2 separate regions of the Sus scrofa genome follow, and region 2 is linked to region 1. The links are chromatin contacts, called in public HiChIP or PLAC-seq maps. All regions are on one chromosome and are shown on one strand. The core of a region is the stretch at or near the end of the contact, and the rest is flanking DNA. Distances in the headings are between cores, read along the strand shown. Region 1 has its middle 130 kb from the start of MINPP1. Region 2 has its middle 52 kb from the start of SGMS1.

The links. HiChIP or PLAC-seq counts read pairs in DNA pulled down with a chosen protein or histone mark.
Region 2: a contact with region 1 is called in an H3K27ac HiChIP or PLAC-seq map of alveolar macrophages. The contact joins two enhancer-like sites. A contact is called at or near these places in 3 of 47 Hi-C or Micro-C datasets (alveolar macrophages, liver and skeletal muscle) and 2 of 2 datasets of contacts at active chromatin or transcription factors (alveolar macrophages and skeletal muscle).

What each region holds. Positions count from the first base shown.
Region 1 is chr14:99,443,295-99,446,586 of Sscrofa11.1, reverse strand. It overlaps a transcript of SGMS1 not described here. Among named protein-coding and RNA genes, the nearest start is that of MINPP1, 130 kb to the left of the region's middle. Within about 2 kb of position 1,841, at least 26 of the 83 cell types and tissues checked have an H3K27ac peak or open chromatin away from gene starts, as enhancers often do. A contact at or near this core is called in alveolar macrophages, where this site is marked.
Region 2 is chr14:99,266,988-99,270,279 of Sscrofa11.1, reverse strand. It overlaps a transcript of SGMS1 not described here. Among named protein-coding and RNA genes, the nearest start is that of SGMS1, 52 kb to the right of the region's middle. Within about 2 kb of position 1,664, at least 6 of the 83 cell types and tissues checked have an H3K27ac peak or open chromatin away from gene starts, as enhancers often do. A contact at or near this core is called in alveolar macrophages, where this site is marked.

The sequences.
Region 1 (3,292 bases), core at 592-3,091:
GCCAGTTGGCAGAAATTACCAGGGTATGGAGTTCCCATTGTGGCTCAGCAGCATGAATCTGACTAGTATCCACGAGGACACAGGTTTGATCCCTGGCCTTGCTCGGTGGGTTAAGGATCCGGTGTTGCCATGAGCTGTGGTGTAGGTCACAGACTTGGCTGGGATCTTGCTTTGCTGTGGCTGTGATGTAGGCTGGCAGCTGCAGCTCCCATTCAACCCTTAGCCTGGGAACCTCCATATGGAGTGGGTGCGGTCCTAAAAAAAAAAAAAGAAAAAAAAAAGAAAAAAAAAGAAAAAATGACCAAAGTAAGTGCTGTTGGTGGACACCATGGTGATTACGTACAATTGGGAAACACACGGTAGCCCAGCAGGGCATGCCCATGCTCACGGTAATGGGGCTCAGATTTCACCTGGCGGCTTGTTAAAACACCTTGTGCTGGGCCCACCCCCTCCTGAGTTTTTGAGGCAAGTAGCTTGGGGTGGGACCTGGTAGTTTACATGTCTAACATCTTCCCAGCTGATGCTGACGCGGCTGGCTGGTCTGGGACCACTTTTGAGAACCACGTCCATAAGCAATACTCACATCAGTGAAGAGCCAGCTGCTCCTACTTCTAGTTACAGTCAGGTGAGGTGATTTCAGCTTCAGAAATTTTAAATACTGTCTGCCTCATGAAATAAAAACTGAACTCCCATGGTCCTGTTTATCTAGGCCAGCAGAGGGATGTCTGAGCCAGTGCAAAGGAGAAATTGCTTTCTGTCCTTGCCAGTGTTCCTGACATGGGTTAGATGGATGATAACCCAGGGTGGAGAGATTTGGAAACGCAAGTCCAGTCTTATTAGAAGCGTGAGGTGCTATCTGATGCATCTTGTCTTAGGAAGATGACCTGATTTGTTTTAATTTTGTTATTTTGCACTCTCCCTGCTCCTTGCCATAGGCATAAAAAGGCTTTGTGTTCACCATTTAACCCCTTGGGAAAATCTAGGCACAGAGAAAGTAAAAGTCTATGAAGATCCATAGCCTGACAGTAGAGAGGCAGAAGATAATCTTATTTGACTGGTTTAATTATTGTAGAAAACTGTCTGTAGGTAAAAAAAGGAAAGGGGAGTTCCTGTTGTGGCACAGTGGAAACGAATCCAACTAGGAGCCACGAGGTTGCAGGTTCGATCCTTAGCCTAGCTCAGTGGGTTAAGGATCTGGTGTTGCCATGAGTTGTGGTGTAGGTCACAGACGCCGCTCGGATCTGATGTGGCTGTGGCTGTGGTGTAGGCCAGCAGCTGTAGCTCTGATTCAATGCCTAGCCTGGGAACTGCCATATGCTGTGGGTGGGGCCCTAAAAGGCAAAAAAAAAAAAAAAAAAAAAGATAGGAAAAGAAGGGCTGTATACCTGTCTCCAGCTGTTGTGAGGTAAAATAGCCACTTTGTGTCCAAATTTAATACAGCACCCACACACAGGAAGCCCTCACCCCTAAGTGTGAACCACTCTTATTCCAGCCTCAGTTTTCTATTTTGTGATGGAGACTGCAGTTCCACCATCTGAACAATGTTACACGAAAACTGAGGCATTAGAAATGTTTTGAATTGAAGGATTTTGTAGGAAATCAGGATTTAGGCTTAACTCAGAACAGAACATACAAGTGAACTGTATTTGGGAAGAAATGTTCCAGATTTTTCCCTGTGCTGGTTGTCAGGGCTCGCCTGTGACCCAGTAGCCAGGGTTAGCTTGTTTGCTTGGTGAGGGAATGTGACAGGGCAGAGAGGATGGGACAAGGCCAAGGGAAGGCCGGGGAGGCCAGAGAGGCCTGTGCACTTATGCCCCACATTCTCAACCTGGGGTTTACGTGGTGGTGAACACATGTTGAGAGTCTGCTTTGGGACAGACCCTTGTTGTGCCTCGCGATACAGGGATGAGTAAGATGGGGTCTGAGTTCCCGAGGGGTTGGTGGGGGAGACAGACTGGCCCACAGATATGTGCCATCACCAGGTAATGGGTGTCCTGTGTCAGTTGCACACCAAGCTCCCTGGGGGCGGAGGGGGAGGGCTGGAGGAGGCGGGGCCTGCTTCAGGTTCCCTGGGTGACAGCGCCTGAGAAGGTGACTGACACCCTAGGGTGGTGTGGATGGGTGGACCTGGTGTATTTTGGTTTTGTTTCCTTTTTTCTTTTGGTTTCGGCATTTCCTTTTTGAGTGAGACAATTTCGACAGCAGAGAGGAGTCTGGGCAGATGTGCACCCTAAGCGGTCAGCCCGCAGAGGGAACTGAGAATGGGAACTGCCCTTAAGAACCACTTAGGAGGTTAGAGGGGGCACGTGCTAGCCTAGTTTCATCATCTCTAACAACTCTGGCTAATTTTTAGCTATTTCCAAGGAAGGTAGATCCTGCAGAAGATTAATGTCCTTTAAGGTACATCAGCTTTTAAAAGAAAGATTCTGTATTAAATGCAAGGTTTTGTTTTATTTGCCCTTACTTTTTGTCAAAATTCTAATTCCACTTTCAGTTTTGTTTTCAGGGGTTTGCATTTCTCATTGTCCTTGTCCTCCCCTACTTTCTTCCCCTTCTTTTCCTTAGCACCCTTATAGATATCACGCAGGTTGGGGCATGCGTGCTAACACTGTGCCCTTAGCAAACTGGGGCCATGGCTTCCTTATCTGTAAGTGGATGGTGTGGGTTAACTGAGCCCTAGTCATCTGGTCCCCCCTCTGTGAGTCCTGTGACTAGGGAACCCCTGGAAAGAGTGGCTCACCAGCTCCCTTTCATCAGTCACTTGTTATCCTGTTAATAAAAAAAAATCTTATTTCAGAACTGCCTTCCCCAGTCCTATTAGCTATATGTCCAAACCAGTTTATAGAAACAGGAGAAAGGAAGCGGTTGGTTTTTCACTGTCCTGTTTTCCAGCTTGTGATTGAGGACCCTCTTGGCAGGTTATCTCTCCTAAAGCTGCAGGATGTGGGATGATCAGTGTTTTAAACGTTTCACTCAGGCATACAGTGTGAATGCATGAAGGATGTTATAACTAATATTACTTAAGGACGAACTGTAGAGAATGTTAAGATTAATCTCAGGTTGTGGGGCGGGGCACAGGTTCTTCACTAAACCAGGGGGTGGGTAATACTCAACATACGGCTGGAGCTCCCAGGAATCACAGGCCAAGTGAAGGTTTGGGGTGGAAGGAAGAAGTCCTGGGGTCAGAGAGGTGGAGAACAGAGCTCCAGAAAACCATCCTTTGCGTTCCTGTCATGGTTCAGTGGGTTAAGAACCCAACATAGTGTCCGTGAGGATGCGGGTTCGATCCCTG
Region 2 (3,292 bases), core at 415-2,914, 180 kb after region 1:
ATGTCCAAAGAGGCTCCATATGAACAGCACCTACTATGCGAAAGCGTATGTGTAATGAATGTGTCTGTGTAATGAATCAGTGAATTTAGGAGTGCGGATTTATAAAGCAGTGTAATAAACACCCTTGCACAAGCGTTTGTTCTCTCTCTTTTGATTTTCCTCCCTATTTAAAATTTATTTTAAAAAAAGCAGATCACTCATGAAAGGCAGCCTATTTTAGGGGCATCTCAGTTTACCTAGGAAATCCTGTGCATTGCTTTTAAGAATGAATTGAACATTTAATATGAATGTTTATTCAGTGTTTTTTGTTTGTTTGTTTGTTTTCTTACCATGGAGCTTTGTTTTCAGAGGTAGAAACTTCATACTGTCATGGAAAGTTAGTTCTAATTTTTTTCCTCATGGAATGTTTGATACCACTGATTTCATTATGTCTGGAGTTGAAGCTAAAGTTTGGTAGACTTGAGCATAAACAAGCCTGGGAAATAGGAGGCCCCATTTGTGCCTCTGGGTGACCCTGAACAGGTTGCCTACAGTCTTGGGGGTCTGTGTGGCGTCATCTGTCAACTGCGAGGCCAAGATGAGAAGATTAATGAGGATTTTCCAGCTTTCAAATGATGTGATTGTAGGATGGCCCCACCAGTTTCTTGATTTTTTGCCCACGCCCATGGATTGTACCTGTGCCACAGCAGTGATGCGAGCTGCTGCAGTGACAACGTTGGATCCCTAACTTGCTGAGCCACAAGGGGACTCCTCCCCACCAGTGGCTGCTTGTATGTAGCTAGATGGCCTGTTGAGGTGAGTGGTCTCTGGCTCAGTGAGGCTTAGCTGTGTGCTCTGCTGGAGAAATGTTACTTGAATTAATTTGTAGAAGCAGTCAGTACTTGCTCAGAATATTTTAGAATATATATGTTTGATTTCTAAAGAACCCATATTAGCAAAGCTTAGATAGAACTTTAGATGTTTGAATTTTTACTTTGTTCTTAAAACCACTAACAAAGTCTCTAACTTGTCTTTCCAAACATGGGTTTTATAGAGTGTTTAATATAAGTCCATTACATCACATATAAAATACTCTTTGTTAAAATTATTTTGTGATGAGTAGGGTCATAGAATAGCTCATACGATGGTCTTGATGTTTTAAATATGTCAGCATTTGGCCTTTACAGGCCAGTCAGGGAACCTAATCACCATTTATAAGATTGTTACTTCCTTGGTAATTATGGCCCACTTTCTCTTCCAAATGGTAAGGATGGGGTGACAGGATGTGTGTGGTCAGAGAGGAACCTGAGGGTCTGAGTCAGAGATAGTTGAATAGGAGGACGCACACCAGTGTGAGGGCAGGATCCTTCTTCCATGGTCTGGCACCGGCCTTCCACTTCCTTCCCCTCCTCTCTCTGAAGGGCATGTGGTTTCATCAGGAGCTTGTGTCTGACTTCCCTTCTGTATTGGTTATTACAGCTACATGACAAGTTCGCTGCCAACTAGTCACTTAATCAGTGCGCAGACTATCTCAGTTTTCGTGGTCAGGAGTCTCTTTGCCATTTGGCTAGGTACTTTATAAGACTGTAATCAGGTCATCAGCCGGGGCCGCTGTTTTCATCTGAGGCTCGACTGGGGAAGGATTTTCATTAAGCTCATATGATCGTTGGTAGAACTCAGTTTCCTATGGGATCTCAGTTGCTTGTTACCTGTCAGCTGGAGACTGCCCTCTCTGGCTCTCTCTGTAGGCAGCTCACCACTTGGCAGCTTATTTCCTCAAAACCAACAAGGGAGAAAATCTTGTAGCAGAATGAAGGTTACAGTCTTATGTGATGTAACTACATGCCCCATCATTTTTGTCTTATTCTGTTGGTGATAGGCAAATCACAGGTCCTGCCCCCACTCAAGGGAAGGGGATTACAGGCATGGATAATAAGAGACAGGGGTCACAGGGCCATTTAAGAGTGCCACATTTGAGGCTGGCCAGGGATAAGCTGGCTTCTCTTTATCTCTCCAGCTCTCTGTGCATTCTCCTGCTTAACCGGGGGCACGATTTTCATCCTTTTCTTGTCCCCTTCCTTCTGATTGACAGAGAATTCAACCACTCTGGTGACCTTTCTTCCTCTTTTCTGCTGTAGAAATTTAAGGAAAAGGTAGCAGGACACTTAATCTTGGTAAGAAAATCCCATCCTGTTGGGGCTCTCCCATGATAGCTGGTATTTTCCATGTGACCTGTTCCCTAGCAGGTGTTTCTAAGTCATAATGTGGCTAAAATGAAGGATTTAATTGGTATCTTCTCAGCTTTTGTGTCTTCTAGTCATTTTGTCTTTAAGCAAGTGTTGAAACTGGTTCACTTTCCTAGTACCATCATTTTAGGATTCTTGCGATGACTATGTTCTTAAGAGTTGAACTTAGAATCATTAGCAGTTTAGGTCCTTTTATTCTGAGGCCCCATTAGCTGCTCTTTTGTGTCATTTCCCTTATTTCTCTCTTGTCTTCAACTATCTTTAGGGGGGTTTTGGCCTTCCTCTGGCCTGCTTCTGGTCTGTGATTTGGTCAGTCTCCAATTATTGCTCTTTCTAATTGCTAAAGCGGCAGAATGGTTAAGAACAGGGACTGAAGCCAGGCTGCCTGGGTTTGAACCCCAGCTCTGCCATTTATTAGTTGGGCAATCTTGAGCAAGGGATTCAGTTTTGTTGCTGTGTGGATGATATTAACAGTTCTGTTTTTCTCAGGGGCCAATAAGCCTCTGCTTGCTACTGCTGCTCTCACTTTGCTCCCAAGATATAGGAGCACTCTGTGCTTTATTACTAAATGAAATAATAAAAGTCTCTCCAGCAAGACTTTCTCTAGACTCCTGGTGAAGGAGCCCAGAATGTTTTTGAGCTTATGAGGACACCTGTTTTTTAAGTAATGTCTTGGAACTAGCTTTGCCTCATAACGATGACGATAGTTTACTCCTTCCAGTAGGAACAATATTTGATGAACACTTACTCTTTGTCCTGAGCTTTATTAAACTGTTTGCAAGGGTACCCACTGTGGTGCAGTGGGTTAAGGATCCAGCATTGCCACCGCTGTGGTGTAGGTTGCAGCTGAAGTTTGGATTCCATCCCTGGCCCGGGAGCTTCCATATGCTGCAGGTGTGGTCAAACAAACAAACAAAAAACCCCACCTGTTTGTTGGTGTTATGTCTTTAACCCATGTAACAACATCAAGTTATAGTACTGTTATTACTCCCATTCTATTGATGAAGAAACTGAGGCTCAGCAGAATTAAATCACATGCTCAAGGTCTTTGGGACAGATTGGGGAAT